2 separate regions of the Zea mays genome follow, and region 1 is linked to region 2. A link is a contact called in public Hi-C data. All regions are on one chromosome and are shown on one strand. Each heading gives the region's core, a stretch centred on a gene start, on an enhancer-like site or on the middle of the called end of the contact. The rest is flanking DNA. Distances are from core to core; before and after follow the strand shown.

The links. Hi-C and Micro-C count contacts between places; a contact is called where the count stands out from the background.
Region 1: a contact with region 2 is called in a Hi-C map of ear, with 1.8 times the contacts expected there. The contact joins the promoter of LOC100284078 here to the promoter of LOC103646370 in region 2. A contact is called at or near these places in 3 of 25 Hi-C or Micro-C datasets (ear, endosperm and tassel).

Annotation. Positions count from the first base shown.
Region 1 is chr2:45,238,643-45,242,463 of Zm-B73-REFERENCE-NAM-5.0, reverse strand. It overlaps LOC100284078, which reads right to left and starts at 2,385. Exons shown (of 3, transcript NM_001156976.2): 1 at 1,880-2,385. The coding sequence starts at 2,325.
Region 2 is chr2:45,012,973-45,016,849 of Zm-B73-REFERENCE-NAM-5.0, reverse strand. It overlaps LOC103646370, which reads right to left and starts at 2,323. Exons shown (of 1, transcript NM_001365043.1): 1 at 1,359-2,323. The coding sequence starts at 2,166. The coding sequence ends at 1,507. LOC100279807 (Lipoyl synthase, mitochondrial) reads right to left here. Exons shown (of 4, transcript NM_001152763.1): 4 at 3,416-3,838. The coding sequence ends at 3,716.

The DNA of each region.
Region 1 (3,821 bases), core at 1,136-3,635, 230 kb before region 2:
CCGGCTGTAGGGGGCACCCTACGGCCGCAGCGGTGCCCCCTACAGCACCCCCTACGTGTCGGTACCCTTCTCTCTCCCTCTAGATCTAGCGTATCACTGTTCATCACCCTAAACACTGTGCTGTGGGTCCACGAGTAATTATTAGTAGATAAAAAATTGATAGTTGATATAGAAATGATATTTTATAGTTGTAGTGGGGTATAGGGGAGTATTTAGGGGGAACCGCTGCGGGCGATGAAAAAATAGGGGGGAAAATAGGGGGAAAAAGTGATATAGGGGAAAAAATTTAGGGGTAACGGTTGCGGATAGCCTAAGACTAACTGCAACGGCAGCCCCTACGCAGCCCCCTCCCCTTGCATGCGGCCTGTAGGGGGCACTCTACGGCCGCAGCGGTGCCCCCTACAGCGCCCTCTACACGCCGGCCCCCTTCTCTCTCCCCCCAGATCTCGCGTGTCACTGTTCATCACCCTAAACACTGTGTTGTGGGTCCACGAGTAATTGTTAGTAGATAAAAAATTGATAGTTGATATAGAAAATGATATTTTATAATTGTAGTGGGATATAGGGGAGTATTTAGGGGGGACCGCTGCGGGGATGAAAAAATAGGGGGAAAAATAGGGGGGAAGTGATATAGGGGGAAAAATTTAGGGGTAACGGTTGCGGATAGCCTAAGGACTCTTCCTTTAGTTTGCTTGGAATACAAGTCCTCTATGGACTATAAATACAAGTGCCCCCTTCTCTCTTGTGTGCCGCCGCTAGCCCTAACCACCAACCACTCTAGCCCCAACCGGCCACCCCCCCAAGCAGGACCATGACACTTGGTATCCGGAGACCTGATCGGATCCATAGGCAACACCAACACCACCATGGTGCTGCAGCAGCTGCTTCGCGTTCATCAATAACCTCACAAGCGCTTCACTGAGATAAAGGAATACCTTATCAAGATCAACACACGCTTGACCACCATAGAATAAACACACGCCAAGGATGACACCAAGTCATCAACGTGTCATAGCAACAACAGAGTTGTCGCTGTGGTATTCGTGTCGATCAAAGTTTCTCAAGTTTGACTGGACTTGTAGAAACTATTAGCAACATATGTATCTCCAAATAAGTTTATTAGGAAAACAGATACAAAGATCTATCTCATAATAGTAATTATGTACTATAAATATTAATATTTTGTTGTATATATTTGGTCAAAGATAAAAATGGTTGACTCGTAGAGAATGACAAATATTTTGGAACGGAGGAGTATGTGTGGATGTGTGCTATGTAAGCTCAAAATATTGACCAGGTAAGTAAGCTTAATTAACCACATAAGTGAAATTTATGGTTGCCTCACAATTTTGTAGCATCTTTGGTTCTATTGTGAACCTTGAAAGGAATCCAGCACTCTCAATTTAACCAGAGTAGGATCAAGCGATTTCTCAACCTAAAGCGTTCTATCATACTGGAACAATTTCTCAGTAGCCCATGTCATGCTGAAATTATTCGGGAAAAAGGGGAAAATCAATTCATAGAAAATTCTTAACAGTTTTTCATCAGCCAATACCAATCTGAGAGGTAAAATCCAAACTATGCAGTTTTCAGCATCCATCGAGCAGTCCGCAGAGTAGCAGATTTCAGTGCCCACTTGTAATAAGCATTTAAAGGCATGAGATCAATCTCACCAGTTTAAATTTGTGCAACTTCTCTAAGAATCACTGTACCAAACTCAGAAGTGGTGAAATTTCCAGTAAAATTAGTGCCCTCTTGCCCTATAAGTTCAGGACACACCATATGAATTTCACCGACCACGAGAGACAACAGTACCACTCCAGCTGTCGAAGGGGGAAGAAACTAAGAAAGAGACCGGGATCAAAAGGCGGTTTCTTACGCGAGGATCCACTTCCCGTTAAGGAGCGTAAGCGCCTCCGTAGGAGCCGGCGTGGGGTTGCGCGTCTCGAGCTGCGTGATGAGCTCCAGCACTTTGGCTCGTGACTCGCTGGACGCCCGCAGGCCCCGCTCCGTGCCGTACAGCGCGTCCTTTAGCTGCGCCTTGAGCTCCGCGACCTCTCTCGCCTCCGGCGCCTCCGCCACCGCGGCCCCCGTGACAGCGGAACCGCCCTCGGGCTCCGGCCCCCACTCGTCCTCGGGGCCATCGCCCGGCGCCGGCGCTGCCGCCGCCCTCGCAAGGACGAGTCGACGCGCAGAACGCAGGCATGGGAAGCGCGGTGGGTTCGGGAACGCGAAGGCGCCGGTGCTGCGGCGGTTAGACGAGGACGAGAGCGACGGTGATGGCGATCGGAGGACGAGAGCGTTGAGGAACGCGGAGGACGCCATGGTTTACACGCTTTCTCCCTCCTTGCGTAGCTTTGTCCGGCTTCCTACTGCGCTTCTGCGATGGTGAGGCGTGGACGCGTGGTAGCCTGGTACTTCGTCCCTCCACAAAGATATATACAATTCTTATTTTCAGGAAATGAAAATATTTGAAATTATATTAAAAATTATTGTGCAAAATATATTATTTACTATAAATTTAATTAAATTTGAACTAGTGATACGAATGGTTGTATTTTCTCTTTTTGACGGAGGAAAAAGATGATACCTATTTATCGGTTTGAATGGCCGTATAGGACATAGAATTGAATTAAGTTTAATATCAAATCAGTCGTATTGAAGCAAAATATTTTTTATTTTTTTATTATTTTAAATATTATCGAATTAGAGTTTAGAAGTCTAATTCCATGTAATTCATAGGGGTGACACTCTGTAGGAGAGTGAGTTTTTAGTTATAGTCTAATTTCAAGGATTGAGTTTTGTGCTCCAATATCTATAGCAAAATGGATATATAGAGCGTGTTTGGCATGACTCTAGTACAAAACTCTAAGGTAGAGCTAACTAGAGCCTGCCAAACACAGTAACTTCAGAGTTGTAAACTCCATAGAGTTTTTAGAACTACAGTACAATTTATTTGTTGCTGCTACGTAGTCTCTAATATAGCAATCTAAACATGGAGTTTAGAGTTATTTATTTGTCATTGTCACTGGTTACACAACCTAAAATTTGAAGTAGAGCTACTCTGTAATGGAGCAGAGTTATACCAAACACGTTCATAATGTATTTGTTGTAGAGTTCTGTTGGGGACTTGTTCTCAAATGCTATGAATTAAGAACAAGGCAACATAAAGTGTTAAATGTTAACGTCCTTCGTCCATGAAACATTATTCCCTTGAGGATAATGGGCCTTGGACGAAGGCTGATGAGAGTATAATTACGAAGTTAAACCTTCGTAATAAAATTTCAATAGATATTGTAAGACAACATAAAATAAAAGGTATAAGATGGGTGAATAAATCATAGACGAATTATATTATATCTACTTAATATATTGAATCATTAAATACAATAATACCTATGCCTTGGCAAAGGTTGGATTCTGAGAGATGCGATTGCAATTACCAGAATGCGTGAACAGTAAAGGAATACTGTTCACTATTTATAGGCACAGGACGCAGCCTGTGAGGAATTACAAGTATGCCCCTTATAAAAGCTTACAACATTGACTCAGACCTTTATGGACTAAAAGGTCATTCTATCTTTAAGTCGGTTTGTAATACCGAAGCTTCACGAAGAGGAACCTTCGGCCATCTTATACAAACAGCTTCAGCCGAAGACCGCTTCTTCCTGTAAGACCTTCGGCGACGAAGCATAGGCCCAACAAGTTCTACACTACTATTCTTCGTGGACTCATGAGCGTGCGGAGAGGAGGTATAGAAGTGGAAGATGATTCTATAGGGGCATAGCCACTGATTTGACTTGTTTGCTTTGGCTTTTTTT
Region 2 (3,877 bases), core at 1,074-3,573:
GACATGGATCGATAAGTGAAGCCCAGTCTAGCTCAAGTTTGACTCTTTTGAGCCAAACTCCTTTACTTCTTTTTTTACTCTCTTTGTGAAAGTCGCCTAGAGGGGGTGGATAGACGAAACCTGAAAATTATAAACTTTGAACACAAACTTCGCCCGGGGTTAGAGTTAGAACGAGTAATAATGAAATCGGAGTGCGGAAGAGAGTTGTTCTTGCTATGAGTTGCTCAATCAATGTGGATAACATTGGGAGCTAACTCAAAGAAATTGCAAGCAAGAGAACTTTAGAGAGAGAGGAGAGGCGAGGAAAAATCAAATCACAATACAAGATTAGCATAAAGACACGAGCGATTTGTTTCTCGAGGTTCGGTTCCAAAGAATCTACTCCCCGTTGAGGAGGCCACGTAGGCCGGATCTCTTTCAACCCTTTCCCTCTCTCAAACGATCACTTAGATCGGTTGAGTGCTTTTTCTTAATCTCGAGAGTCACTTAGACCCCGCAAGGATCACCACACAATTAGGTGTCTCTTGCTAGCTTTACAAGCCACTTGAGAGTTTAGAAAGAGTTGAAGAAAGCACGATTAAGAAAATCCAAGCAACAAGAGCAATAAGAAAATTACAAGATTACACTCTCTCTAGACTTTCCAAGGCACTAATCACTGATGATCACTAGTCACAATTATGACACTTGGAAGAGTTTGGAAGATTTGAATGTGTCTTGAAATGAAGTGCTTGCTCTTGTATTGAATGAGAATGAATGAGATGCTAGGATGAAGTGAATGGAGGTGATTGGAGTTGTATTTATAGTCATCAACCACTTCCTAGCCGTTCAAGTGGCCCACATCTCGTACTCTCATATATATTAGCATTTAATATTCAGCGTAGCATGCATCGGGTAGTTGTATCTTATGTAATGCTATATGAAATAACATCTTTGGATATTGTGACAAGATATAGCCCGTGTTTGGTTCAGCTTCCGAGCTGCTTCTGACCGGCAGAAGCCCATGATGGTTACCAAACGGTCGGATTCTGGACCAGCTTCTCCGGGAAGTGCTTCCTACGACTGCAGTAGTAGCACGCCAAGTCCGAAGCGATCTGAAGGCCGCGTCCGTGAGAATCTGAGTGAGCGACGGTATGTTTACTTGTAAAACTTATGCACTATCAGTTTAAATTAATTTGTAACATTTTTGTATTTATAGGATGATAAAGTACTTTATTGTCAAACACCTATATTTTTATAGGTCAGCTTCTCTCCACACCAGCTTCTCCTTACATGCAGCTTCTCACAAAATCCCCTCAGAAAAGAAAAAAAACTGATCCAAACAGTCTCATAATAAATTGAGAATAGGCTAAGCTGGAGAGTGACGCAAACCATTCAATCAATCATATCTCAATTCTCAAAACTTGGAGCTGGGGGCTACCCCGCTACACTCGAACTCGATAGAGGTACGCTGACATGGGAGTGTCCGAAGTTGTTAATTTTGCTGTGAGAAACGACAATTGAGACGGCCTAGTGACTGAACGTTGCTGCGAGGAACATGTCCTCCTCGCTCCCAATCCACCCGCACTGGCCGCAGCGCTCGCCGGCACGGCAGCACTCGGGGGGCACGCCGCCGGGCGTCCTTCCCGTCGTCACTTGAGCACCGGCGACGGCGTGGACAGCCTCGGCCTCGACGAGCAGCTTCGGCGCCTTGCACCCGCCCAGCTCGCGGTCGCGGCCCACCTGCGAGAGCGAGAGCGTGAGCCACCGCTCCGCCGGCCGCGACGACGACGACACGTCGGGCCACGGGAGCTCGGCGCGCGCCAGCACCCGCGACGACGGCCTCCTTGCCCGTGCCGCGGCCCCCAGCAACGCCGCCGCCAGCCCGGACGAGGACGGGCGCGGCCTCCAGCGCAGCTCGAACGCGATCCCCGCGGCCGGCGCCGCGCCGCCAGTGCCACTGCTGCCACCACGGCGCTCGAAGCGCGCGAGCTCGCCGCCCCAGCGCAGGTCCCCGCCGCACGGGACCTCCCGCGTGTCCACGCGCAGCCGCCGCCGCCCGTCCCCTGCCGGCACGTAGTACCTCAGGAAGAGGGTCCCGCCGCGCTCCAGCTGCTCTTGGTCTAGGCCGTCCACCCTGACGACCCTGACGCTCAACTCGAGGCTCGGCTGCGCCCTCGATCCGGCCATGAATGGTTGGTTATGTTATGCCTTGCGCGCTTCTTGCAGGGGGCAGTGGCTAGCTATAACAGCAACGTACGCACGCAGCAGCACTGCTGGTCGTCCGAGCTAGTTGAATACTCAGCTGCGGTTCGTAGGGCTAGCGCTGGGTAGGGTTGAGCTGATGTGGAGTAGTAGTAGTAGTAGAGTTGCATGCGCAAGGCTCCGATATATAGGCGGACAGACACGCACGCGCACACGAGTGCTCTGCGCTCGTGGAAACGGCCCTCGCTTTCTCGAGGGACCGCCCGATCGATCGATGGAGCCAGGCCAGCCGAGTGGGCTGCGATTCGTCCAGCCTTGTAGTGGTAGTGGGGGGTGTTGGCTTTGATCCCCGCGTGAACCCTTGGGCGTGTCAAGGGTGATTTGGCCATTGGAGCAGTGACGGGGACCGATCAGCTAGCCGATGGGCAGATAAGGATGCGCCGCATCAAATTGCGAGGCCGATATCGTTAATTATTATGCGGGGTTAGCAGATGTGTGGTTAATTATGCGGGGGGAGGCGGCCATGGACGCAGGGGAGGTAGACTGATTGCGCACGTCCGCACCGGATCCATCGGATAAGCAGATGGGGACGGGCGGTTCCGAACTAGTTGTATTACACCTCGGATCCATCGGATAAGCAGACGGGGACTCTCCCAGGCCCAGCCGCCTTTCCCCCCGCTCTGGACTCTGGAGACGATGTTAAACGTGTTCTTATCGGTGATTCGCGCTCGGAGAACTCCGGCCAGTCGCGTGATTCGGGGGGGCGAGCGAGCGTTCTAGTGCTCGGTTGACCCGGATCCACTGCCTGCAGCTGCAGTGGCCGGAGGAGATGGTGGGGGGTGCCTACACTACACTCGCGCCTTGGATGGGGATGTCGACAGATTCAATTAGGAGAGCAACAGCAACACCACATTTCATCACTACATGTTCCTAGCATTATTGCAAGCAACACTGCCCAGCTGCCTCCTCCACTGGGGGCCACGGCCATCTGACGGACGATCATCCAGCCATAATCCCAGATCGTTCACGTACGAGCCAGTGGCAGGGCAGCAGCGTTCCTGCTTTTGCCATGTCGAGTCGGTTGACCGCGCAAAAGATGGTCAAATTGACTCCGTCCCAGCCACGCGCGGAGTGCTCCAGGATTTCCGCACTACCTGCAAGCTCCGTCTGCCTCTTGTGTGTGTGTGTGATCTGGATATCTGATTCAGATCTGCGGCAGATTGGATCTACCAACGGCACAGAAACCCCACGCCCTGTATTCATGTTCTGTACGAGCGAGATACAAAGGAAGCGGTCGCCTAAATATACTGCTACAACAAATACCTCTTTTTTTTTCTTGGACTTGAGAGGGAGGATGAACCAAGGCACGAAGGCGCCGGAACTGTTCAATTGACCAAAAAAAATAGAAGTGAATGTGTGGTTACAATTATGACGTAAAAAATCGACATGTCTCTCTGACTACAAAAGCAGTGAGGAGCTTATTTGCAGCACAACCAAGTCAAGGGGTGGGTGGGGCCGGGAGGTGCTATCTCGGTTATGCACTTGAGTCTGCAGCGGTTCCCTTGGCTCGCTCCGCTTCGATCATAGCCTTGATGTAGAATTCACCTGCCTTGTACGAAGACCGGACCATTGGCCCAGACGCAACGTAGCGGAACCCCTGTGCCATTTGCAACAAAAGATAAGGCGGTTCTGTCAG